Linked DNA regions of Mus musculus: region 1 is linked to region 2. Evidence: chromatin contacts called from public Hi-C data. All regions are on one chromosome and are shown on one strand. The core of a region is the stretch at or near the end of the contact, and the rest is flanking DNA. Distances in the headings are between cores, read along the strand shown. Region 1 has its middle 34 kb from the start of Zc3hc1. Region 2 overlaps Ahcyl2 (S-adenosylhomocysteine hydrolase-like 2).

The links. A called contact is a pair of places that touch in the nucleus more often than the background predicts.
Region 1: a Hi-C map of Th1 cells shows a contact between it and region 2, with 2.7 times the contacts expected there. The contact joins two enhancer-like sites. A contact is called at or near these places in 2 of 15 datasets of contacts at CTCF or cohesin (large pre-B cells and pro-B cells), 35 of 484 Hi-C or Micro-C datasets (the C10 cell line, the G1E-ER4 cell line, the HL-1 cell line and 22 more), 6 of 115 datasets of contacts at active chromatin or transcription factors (T-cell acute lymphoblastic leukemia, bone marrow-derived dendritic cells, effector CD8 T cells and 3 more) and 1 of 9 other capture datasets (embryonic stem cells).

Annotation. Positions count from the first base shown.
Region 1 is chr6:30,354,556-30,359,865 of GRCm38.p6, forward strand. No RefSeq gene overlaps it. Among named protein-coding and RNA genes, the nearest start is that of Zc3hc1, 34 kb to the right of the region's middle. Within about 2 kb of position 1,331, at least 102 of the 459 cell types and tissues checked have an H3K27ac peak or open chromatin away from gene starts, as enhancers often do. A contact at or near this core is called in Th1 cells, effector CD8 T cells, granulocyte-monocyte progenitors and 2 more, where this site is marked.
Region 2 is chr6:29,825,576-29,830,870 of GRCm38.p6, forward strand. The region is part of intron 1 of Ahcyl2 (S-adenosylhomocysteine hydrolase-like 2); the gene reads left to right. Among named protein-coding and RNA genes, the nearest start is that of Ahcyl2, 60 kb to the left of the region's middle. Within about 2 kb of position 2,161, at least 73 of the 459 cell types and tissues checked have an H3K27ac peak or open chromatin away from gene starts, as enhancers often do. A contact at or near this core is called in Th1 cells, effector CD8 T cells, granulocyte-monocyte progenitors and 2 more, where this site is marked.

The DNA.
Region 1 (5,310 bases), core at 81-2,580, 530 kb after region 2:
AAAACAGGGAGGGGAAAAAACAAAAACAAAAACAAAAACAACCAAGAGAACAGGTTGGTGAGATGGCTGCTGTTATGACAAGGACCCACCTAAAGGTAGACAGACAGAATCAACTCCAAAGTTGTCCTCTGACCTCCACTCTTGTGCCATGATAGACCCCTCCAATCACACACACATCTTTTTTTTTTAAATTAAAAAAAAAAATTAGGGGCTGAAAAGGTGACTTAAGAGTTAAGAACAAGTGTTGCTCTTCCAAAGGACGTGAGTTCAATCCCATACGTCTATGTCAGACAACTCACTTCCTGTGACTCCTGCTCTAGGAGACCTATGGCTTTTGGCACACACACACACTCTCCCTCTCCTTCTCCCTCTCAAAAACAGAAGCAAAACAAAACAGCACCCACCCACATCACTTCCTGTTTCTTGCCCGACCTCACTCACGGCCCCTTTGGCTTTTTTTTTTTTTTTTTAATAGGACCTCATGTAGCCCATGCTGGCCTTGAACTCACCACTTATCCAAAGCTGACCTTGAACTCCTGACCCCTCTGCCTCTGCCTCCCGAGTCTGGGTTCACAGCTTTCCATGTTGGCCTTCTAGTGCACAGATGAGCCCTGCTATGGGTGCAAACATTCCCCTCACAGAGGGTACCCCCAGTTTTTCTCCTGCCACACCCTTGCCTCCCTAATGCACTAAATCCAAAGAGCTGGGGACTTTCTTGTCATTTATCCTCATTTTTAACGCCTCAAAGAATGTTTTCTAACTCTGTTGTGATTTTAAGACTGATTTTTTGAACCACGGCACCCATATTTGCCCTCCTTTTACTTTGAAAAATTCCTGGGCTAAGTTTATGGGAACTGAGCCCAGATCACAGCTGACCACTGAGGAGCAAGAGAGCTGGGGCCCCTGCAGACCAGTAAGGTTCAGGGAGAGGATGGAGGTGTGGACCGTGTGGTGGAAGGAGGAGGCCACTGCCCTGTTCATTCTATGCCTTTTACTTTGACCTGTGAAGTGATTTTTCCAGAGACTCTGGGATCCCAGCATTGTGCTCACCTCGCAGTAGGCATTAGGCCTTCTGGCCTCTGATCTGGGGTGCTCACCTGCCTCAACTGGCTTTCTGAGGGGAAAAGAGGCAGGAAGTGGTGCAGCTGACCAGACTGAGCACAGGGAAGGCGCTCCTGACTCCCTGTGGCCTGCTAGTCCAGATCCAGGCTCAAGTGGCCGCAGGATAGATGACTCAGGTAAGCCGTGCAGGCCAAACAGGCAGTGTCCACAGCCCAGCAGGCCGGGCCTATAATTAGCTTGCCTGTTGTCTTCTTAGCACCATCTCCTAAGGGTGGCCCTGCTGGGCCCTGAGCCAAGGCTGGAGGAGGCTGGCAAGAATGTGGTTATCTCACTTGGTGTTTGGTTGCCCAAGATGCTGCTTCCCGATGCTTCTAAAACTGGGCATCGAGCTGAAGTACCAGCACCTCTGCTGATGGGGGAGAGCCACTGGGCGAGAAGAATCCTTCCCATAGCAAGGATGAGCTAGCGAGACATTCTGGGATGTTTTTGCCTGAGCCCAGTGCCCATTTCTTTTCCTCAGACCCAAAAGTCCCTACAGCCTGGAGACACGGGTGGCCAGGTGTGCAGCTAAGGATTGCTTAGCAACCACGTAACAAACATCAGGTCCCTTAGCTCTTAAGCAGCCCTTTGACATAGACACTGACTACTCCTGCCCCTTTTACATATCAAGAAGCAGAGGCCCCAGGAGCTGGCTCAGAAGACAGACTGATAACAAGGGCATCCAGTATTTGAGTCCAGATGGCCAGATCCCGACTGACTCTGAGCTGGCTTGGCCACAACCTGTGTGCCGTCTTGGCTGTCACTCCCCACTCTGACCTTGGCTGAATGCAGGGAGTCAGGCCATAGTCTTTGCAACTTTGTGTCTGGTTCTACCGCTGGACAGGTATGGAAAGGGCACTGGGTGGAAGGCCCTCCCTTCCCTGGCCCTGGACAGCCATGTTTACTTCTGGTTGGGAAGTGTGGCTTCATAGGCACCTGACTGACCTGACGGGGTGGTAATGAACTCATGACCTGTACCACTGACTCACGGGCCAAAGCTGCTTCCCCACTCCATTCCTCAGTTTCCCCGGTGGATCAAGGGGCAGTAATGACCTCTTTGTGTTCCGTGCCGCCATGAATCGGGGTCAGTGAGCATCAGTCACACACCCTGGAATGCTCACAAGGAAAGGGTCATCTGCCGGGCCCGAGCTGCACGGTTGCCCGTGATGACATTGCTCTGGCCCTTGGCCCTGTGGCCACGTCCTCCAGGTTTTGTTACTGGCTTAACTCTGTGGGCTGGGTTTGGAGTGACTCAGCCTGAGTGTTGGTGACACCTTGGGAGGACTGGCGTCAGTGCAGCCATGTGGAGCAAGGTGGCTGCCAGTGGCTCGTCTCCTCTTGTGGCTTTCTCTTCTGGCTTCCCAGTCAGTCTGGTCTTTAGGCATTTCTGCACGCCTCTAATGGTGGATACAATGTCTCTAATGCTGGATACAAGGGATTAGCCCTGAACTTTAAGGAGAGCATCCTCAGGAGTGCCTTTAATCCCAGCACTCGAGAGGCAGAGGCAGGAGGATTTCTGAGTTTGAGGCCAGCCTGATCTACAGAGTGAGTTCCAGGACAGCCAGGGCTATACAGAGAAACCCTGTCTCAAAAAAAAAAAAAAAAAAAAAAAAAAAAAAAAAAAGGAGAGCATCCTCCACTTCTCTGGATCTTCACTAAATACATTCTCTTTCCTCTTCTCTGGGCACCCACCTCCATGCTGTCCATTTTCCTATCACTGGACTGGTCTGTGCTACAAAGCAGGCAGCCCCAACTTCCAGTCTACACTGACTTAGACAAGACAAAGCCAGATGCTGTGGCGAGGCTGGCGAGGTGGTGTCTGCCTTCCATAAGAGCGCTAGGGAGGCACATGGAGGTGGGTCTCTGTGTCTGAGGCCAATCTAGTCTAAATAGAGCAGAGGTTCTCAACTTGTGGGTTGCAACCCAACGTGGGAGGGGTTGTCAAGTGACCCTTTCACAGGGGTCACATAAGGCCACCGGAAAACTGGTATTTACATTACCATTCCTAAGTGTAGCAAAATTAATTAGTCATGTAAAAAGAAAAAAAAAATCACGAGAAACTGTATTAAAAGGGCCACAGCATTAAGAAGGTTAAGAACCACTGACAAAATTTCCAGACCAGACAAGGCTACAAAGTGAGACATTTTCTAAGACAAAACAAAACAAAACAAATCAAAACACCCGAAAAATGATGCAGAAATGAGGGTGAACCATTTGGAAAGGAGAGTTGTCGCCCAGGGCCTGTCCCCCAGTGATTGGTGGCGGTGGGTCCGTGGTTGTTTGAAAGGCAAGCTGGAGTTTAATGTGAAGCACTGGCGGCACCTAATGGCTCTAGTGGGTACTGCTAGTATTACAGCTTGACACTATAGCTAACCTGACCTTGAGTCTGGACTAAATACCTAAGTTTTTGGAAAGTGGGCAGATGCTATGGCTCTCATAAAGGGGAAGTTTTCTAAGTTTTCTAGCCATTTACTACCTCATACGTCACATTTTCCTGGATGTCTAGTTACCTACAGAACACAGATCACTCTAGTTACACACGTTTTTGACCCACATTAGATAAAGAGCAACTTAAAAACTCTGAGTATCATTCCACTATATGAATAAACTACATTACAATAATAGTCCTGGGCTGGGGAGATGGATCAGCGGGTAAGAGCACTGACTGCTCTTCTGAAGGTCCCGAGTTCAAATCCCAGCAACCACATGGTGGCTCACAACCACCCATAATGAGATCTGGCATGTCTGAAGTCAGCTACAGTGTACCTATGTATAATAATAATAAATAAATCTTTGAAAAAAAAACAATAATAGTCCTTTGATTTTTTTTTTGAGGCAATGTTTTTCTTGTTTTGTTTTGTAAGACAGGGTCTCAGTATGTGGGCCATCCTGGAACTATGTAGGACAGACTGGCCTCAGTACACACAGCTTCACCTGATTCTACCTCCTGAAAGGTGACATTAAATGCGCCCGCCACTGTGAATGACTACACTATTTTTTAGATCTATTTTCTGCATATGGGTGTGTGTTCTGCATGTATGTTGATGTGCCACGTGCATACTTGGTGTGAGAGATGACCAGAGGGTGTCAGGTTCTCTAGAACCAGGGTTATGGATCATGTGGGTGGGGAAAACTGAACTTGGGTCCATTTTAAGATCAAGATATGCTTTTAACCTCTGAGCCATTTCCCTGGCCCTTACAATAATCATTTCAATAATTTAAATGATAGTCTCCCAAGCTATACTCTGTAATCAATTACCAGATGTTTAGGTTATCTTCAATTTATTTCAAGTAGAAATATATAAACATTGTCATGCATATGTCTTGTCTTTTGTGGAACCTTGGCTAGACTTTGGATACAGATGGTCCAAACTTGAATGTTGGCCCTCATTGGCTAGTGACTTTGAGCAAAGTATTATGTTTCAGCATCCTCATTTGTGAAAAGGAATAGTGATTATATGGGGCTTTAATGATGAAGCTAGGCCTCGTGTGTAGGCAAATGTCTGAAAAAACGAGTAAGATCAGTTTTCCAGTGTCCTCCTGCTGAGCACTGCTCTTCCGTCCTCCCCACCTCCCTCACACTGCACGAGAAGCACATTCTAGACACAGCCTTGACTCTTAAGATGGCCACAGAGCTGCCTCATTTGTGGGGACTACAGTGCAGCTTCCTTTCTATTGGCTCTTACTGGGCTAGACAGGACTGGCCTGGAACTGAACAGACTTTGAAAAGGGTCGCGTGTGTGTGTGTGTGTGTGTGTGTGTGTGTGTGTGTGTGTGTGTGTGTGTGTATGTCTGGTCTTGACTTCTTCCTGAAGGTAGTGAAGGCCTTCCTGGTAGATAAATCTGGAGTCCTAGGCATTTTGGTTCCGACTTCTACCCCCTGGTTGCTGGTCACTTTCGTCTCTACAGCTCACTGATGTACTGGGTAGACAGCTCAGAGCATCGAGTACAAGGTCAATAAACGGATTAAAACACTCTGACCCTCAATCCCTGTGACCTCACTGCCCTACCCAGAGGCCTGTGCACGGTCTCCTGGTCCTCCATTGGTTTCAGCTACATGAATCAATTTAGTTAGGGAGGCACTGAAAAGAGAACATGGGCTAAAGATGGAAAGAACAGCCTCTCAATGAAGGGCTCAAGTGTAGCATTCTCTCCTAAAGGCATGGGTCAGCGGGCCAGATGACGGCTCTATAAAGCCAAAGAAAACCC
Region 2 (5,295 bases), core at 911-3,410:
CCCATTTTACCATTTCTCAACAATGCCATGATATTCTGAGTTTAATGAAGAGTAATTGACCAGGTCACTTTTTATGGCTTAGAAGGCTGTGCTAACTTGAAAGCCTGAGTTTGACCTCTGGATTTCAGAGGAAGAAGAAAACCAAATCTTAAAAGTTGTACTCTGATCTACACACACAAAGCGACTACTATTAATAATAATTAAAGTAAACAAATGATTGGCCCACAGTCAACTAAAAAAGGAGGAGGAAGAGAAGATCAGGCCCCTTTCTAAAAGTTCATCAGCTGACATCCATACCTGCAATAAATGAGCCGGCTGGGGCCATTTCATACGCAAGCTGTAACATGGAAGCAAGAGACTCACTAGTCGAGTCTGGGCTACACAAGCTGCTTTTCTCACACAAAGATAAAAAGGTGCTAAGGCTACAGCTTAGTTGGTAGAATGTGTTGTTCAAACCCCTGCACCACGTAAGACCTGGTGTGATTGTGCACTTCTATAACATAGCACTTGGGAGATGGGCTTAGGAGGATCAGAAATTATAGGTCAGCCATCGTTGGCTACACAGCAAGTTTGAAGCCAGCCTGTCTCAAGAAATGCTTGCCTTGTATACAGAAAGCCCTGGGTTCTATCCCTGGCACCATATAAGACAATCCCAGCACTGGGGAGGTGGAGGCAGGAGGGTCAGAAGTTCAAGGTCATCCCTGGCTACAGTAAATTAGAAGCTGGCTTGGGCTACATAAGAACTGGTCACATCAAGAAGAATAGCAATAAAAATATTTAGATTTATGACTGTGTATGGTGGTATTCATCTGTAATCAGAACTTCTGAGGCTAAGGTAAAAGGATCTTGATTTTGAGACCAGCTTGTGCCGTATAGCAAGTCCAGTCCAGCCTTTGAGCTGTGTAGTTAGATTCAATCAAAATCAAGACTAGAGGCTGAGGAAATAGCTCACTTGTTATTAGCACGCCTAAAGTCCTGAGTTGATCCTGAATAGGTAAAAGAAAGGCTTAGTGTGTTCAATTACTATTTATAATATAAACTTAGAATCAGGTTAATATATGACAGTTGAGATTTTTTTAGATAATAGGGCTCTTTTATTTTAATTTCTTATTTTTATGTGTATGAGTATTTTTCCTACACATGTGCCTGTGCATTTAGGAGACAGAAGCAGGCAGATTTCTGGGAGTTCAAGGATGCCCTGGTTTACATTATAATTTTGAGGCCAGCTAGAATTACAAAGTGAGACCCTGTCTCCAAAAAACAAAAGAAAAGGAAGAGCTAGCACTCAAGGCTTTGTTTTTGTTTTTACTGTTAAGTTAATCTGTGTCTCTTTTCTTCTTATACCCTCTCTGCATGTGTCATGTTTGTGTGCGTGTATGTGTGTGTGTGTGTGTCTGTGTGTGTATATGTATGTCTATGTCTATTTCAGGAGGGCTATGTGTATGCCTGTGTATCTCTCTGTGTGTCTCTGTGTGTATGTGTTTCTGTGTATGGGTGTCTGTGCTTGTGTGTATCTGTGTATATATCTATGTATCTATATGAGTATGTCTGTGTGTTTATGTGTGTGTGCCTATGTATGTGTGTGTGTATGTGCTTAAAGCTTTTTTTAAGGATATTCATTTTATAACAGGATGGTGGTGGGCTTAAAATAGCCCCCCACATATTATGTTTCTAGTTATGTTCTAAAGACATACTTCTTAGCTTGGGTGTATTCACTCTTGATCCCTGAAACTTCCTCTTGGCACTAGTTTATAAAAGCCAGAATGTTGAAATAGCCCTGTTAGTTTGAGATCTGAAGGTGTGAACTCTTTCAGAAACATAATTGAAACCATTACTCAGTTCTGTAATTTGGGATCACTCAGCAACAAGCTACGGAAGTGAGAGGTGCAACAGCACACAGCAGTGCCTGGTTCCTCTCTTAGCTTTGTACTAGAAAAGTCTTCTCTATCTAGTCTTTATCAAAGTCTTGTGTGCTTATTTAAAGTCTTTTCTCCTGAATGGGAAGAGTTTGAACCAATTATAAGCAAATAACCCTTTTTGTGCCTTCCTTTATGTGTATTTCTGTTGCCATGTCAACAAAATATAGCTAACATTGAGTAAACCAGTGGGTGCTTGTATGCTACCTCCCTAGGGGAAGGTAAGTGTGGAGAAGTAGAAGGGGCCAAATTGAGAACAAAGAATGCTTCTCCCCTTGGCTCTCCATTAGCTGGCTGTTTCAGTCCTCACACACACACACACACACACACACACACACACACACAAAACCCGTTTCAGCTGTTCAGAGATACAGCTAATATGTCTTATTCTTTTGCATGTTAGAACCTTGTCACTATTTGGGGTAAAATAACTGTTATAAGCTATCTTTCAGAACCAGGAAACCCAAAAATAAATGGTGATACTTACGAAATTTATATTTTGGGGGCTCAAAGGCTTACATTGTGCATATTGGTGTTGAAAGTACTTCCTGAGTGACAAGTAACTGCTTAGTCAGTAATTTACAGTCACAACCAACAAACAATGGTGGCAGAGACCTAAAACACATGGCATGCTTTTAGAACATATATTTGGTATATCAGTGGGGTGAATCCTAAAGGTGAAATCATTAGGTCAAAAACTACCTAACGTTTTAAGATTGCGAGAGTGATACCCAAACAGCTCTTCACAGTGACTGCATGTGCACCAGGAATGTCAGAAAAAGATCTTTCTCTATACATAGGAAGGGTCCTTTAAAACAGAATAGATATTTGAACATCTAGCAGCCACTTGAGAAGTAGCGGCAGGAGGATGCTTGATCCTTCTTGTAAGCACAAAAATGAAACCCCTAAACTTTGCATCAGGTTTGTGGTAGAAAGAACTGGCAACAACCCTTGCCTGTTTCTTTTAGTGGCCTCAGGTCCTGTCTGCACTTCTTCTGTGCAGCTATTCGAATCCACACCATCAGGTAACTGATTTCACAATTTTGTCTTTTTAGTCTCTTATTTTCTCACCCCCTCTTCTTTTTTTGTTATTTTTCTCCTTAAAATTGCTAAAGCTTATCCTCCCACACTTCAATCATAATTTTTTGTGGAGGGTAAAAGAGAGCTGAGTTTTGAGTTCTTCCATGTTTGAAAATACCCATGTTCTTTTCTTACACACTTCTTGCTATTCGGCCTATGTTAGGAATTTGCTAATTGACTTCTCCAGTGTTGCTTGTTAAGCTTGGCTCCTCCAGTTTCTGTTGAGCTCCTCTGCCAACCCCTAGTGAACCCTTAACATAACCCAATTAACCCTTGGTCATTGGGTTAATTTTTAATAAAATTTAAGTGTGGCTTGGTAAGAACTTTCTTAGATGTTAGCAGGAAATTGGATGAAAATTTCCCCTCCCATTTCTGAGATATAGTACAAACTAGATGATTTTTTTTCTCAGTTGCTTCATCACTTGTATCTACTTTCACTTCCTTTGTGTGGCGGTTCACAACATTTAGCCAAGAAAATGATCCAGCAGGTGCTAGCTCACATAGTCAGTTGTTCCAGTGGGAAGACAGTTCTGCACACTTAATACTTTATACTGTTACACTTCCAGATAGTGTAGGGAAGGAAACCTTCTCTGCCCATCTCAGGTTCACTCGCTTGGCCTGTAACTTACAGCAATAGAAGATATTAATGAAAGAGAAGCAAACAAAAGATTATTAACAAGCAGTGGGTCTTTAATACGCACATGCTATGTGCATTAAGAGGTGACTAACTGAACAGGGTAGTTAGAATTCAGACTTACAGCACAGTTTAACACCAACCAGTATATTTGTAGCCAAGTGACAAGGTAAAAGAAAAGCCTTAGAGCTACAAGGCTAAGTGGGTACTGTGAGAAGACAGATGTGGAAACCGCTGGTAGATGAGGGCTAGATAGTGTGGTTTGCTTGTGTACCCTCTTTTGTTAGGTCCTCGTGTCTACATTGAGATTGTTCTCTCCTCATCCTGGCAAGAGACCGGGATGGGGGGCACTTTTTAAAAGGGACTTTATATTTTGTTCTCAGGTAGTGGGGAGGAACATAGAAAACTCACCCTATCCTGCTTTGTTCAGTTGCTTTCAGCTTAAAATAAGGCTTTGCCAGAGATAAAATATACCAAGAAGGTACATATTCTTTTAGCATAGAATTTGCTAAAAGCAGAGCCAGGTTTGGTGGCTCACGTCTGTATTCCCAGCACTTAAGAGGCTGTGATAGTTAATCAACTTGATAGGATCAGCTAGAACAGTGGTTTGCAACCTTCCTTATGCTTCAATCCTTTAATATATCCTCATCTTGTAGTGACCCCCAACCATAAAATTACTGTTGTTGTTAACTTCATAACTGTAATTCTGCTATTGTTGTGAATTGGAATGTAAATATCTGATATGCAAGACATCTGATATGTAACTCCTATAAAGGGTCATTCAACTCCCAAAGAGGTCACAACTCACAGGTTGAAAATCATTGACCTAGAAGGTATGTCTGTGGTGGTTCATCTAAATTATCTAAGCCCCTGGGTATGCGTGTAAGGGATTACTTAGGTTAGGTTAACTAAGATGGGAAGATTTACCTTAACTCTGAGTAGGTGGCACATAGGCTGTGAAATGCACAATAGTTTCTGCTGCTCTCTGCTTCCTGAAAGAGTGTGACCAGCTGCCTCAAGTTCCTGCTACCCTGACTTTCCTATACCATAAAGCCTATACCTCTGGACTTTCCTATACCATAAAGCCTATACCCCTGGACTTTCCTATACCATAAAGACTATACCCCTGAACTTTCCTATACCATAAAGACTATACCCTGAACTTTCCTATACCATAAAGCCTATACCCTGAACTTTCCTATACCATAAAGCCTATACCCCTGGACTTTCCTATACCATAAAGCCTATACCCCTGGACTTTCCTATACCATAAAGCCTATACCCCTGAACTTTCCTATACCATAAAGACTATACCCCTGGACTTTCCTATACCATAAAGCCTATACCCCTGAACTTTCCTATACCATAAAGCCTATACCCCTGAACTTTCCTATACCATAAAGACTATACCCTGAACTTTCCTATACCATAAAGACTATACCCTGAACTTTCCTATACCATAAAGCCTATACCCCTGAACTTTCCTATACCATAAAGACTATACCCCTGAACTTTCCTATACCATAAAGACTATACCCCTGGACTTTCCTATACCATAAAGACTATACCCTGAACTTTCCTATACCATAAAGACTATACCCTGAACTTTCCTATACAATAAAGAGTATACCCTGAACTTTCCTATACCATAAAGACTATACCCCT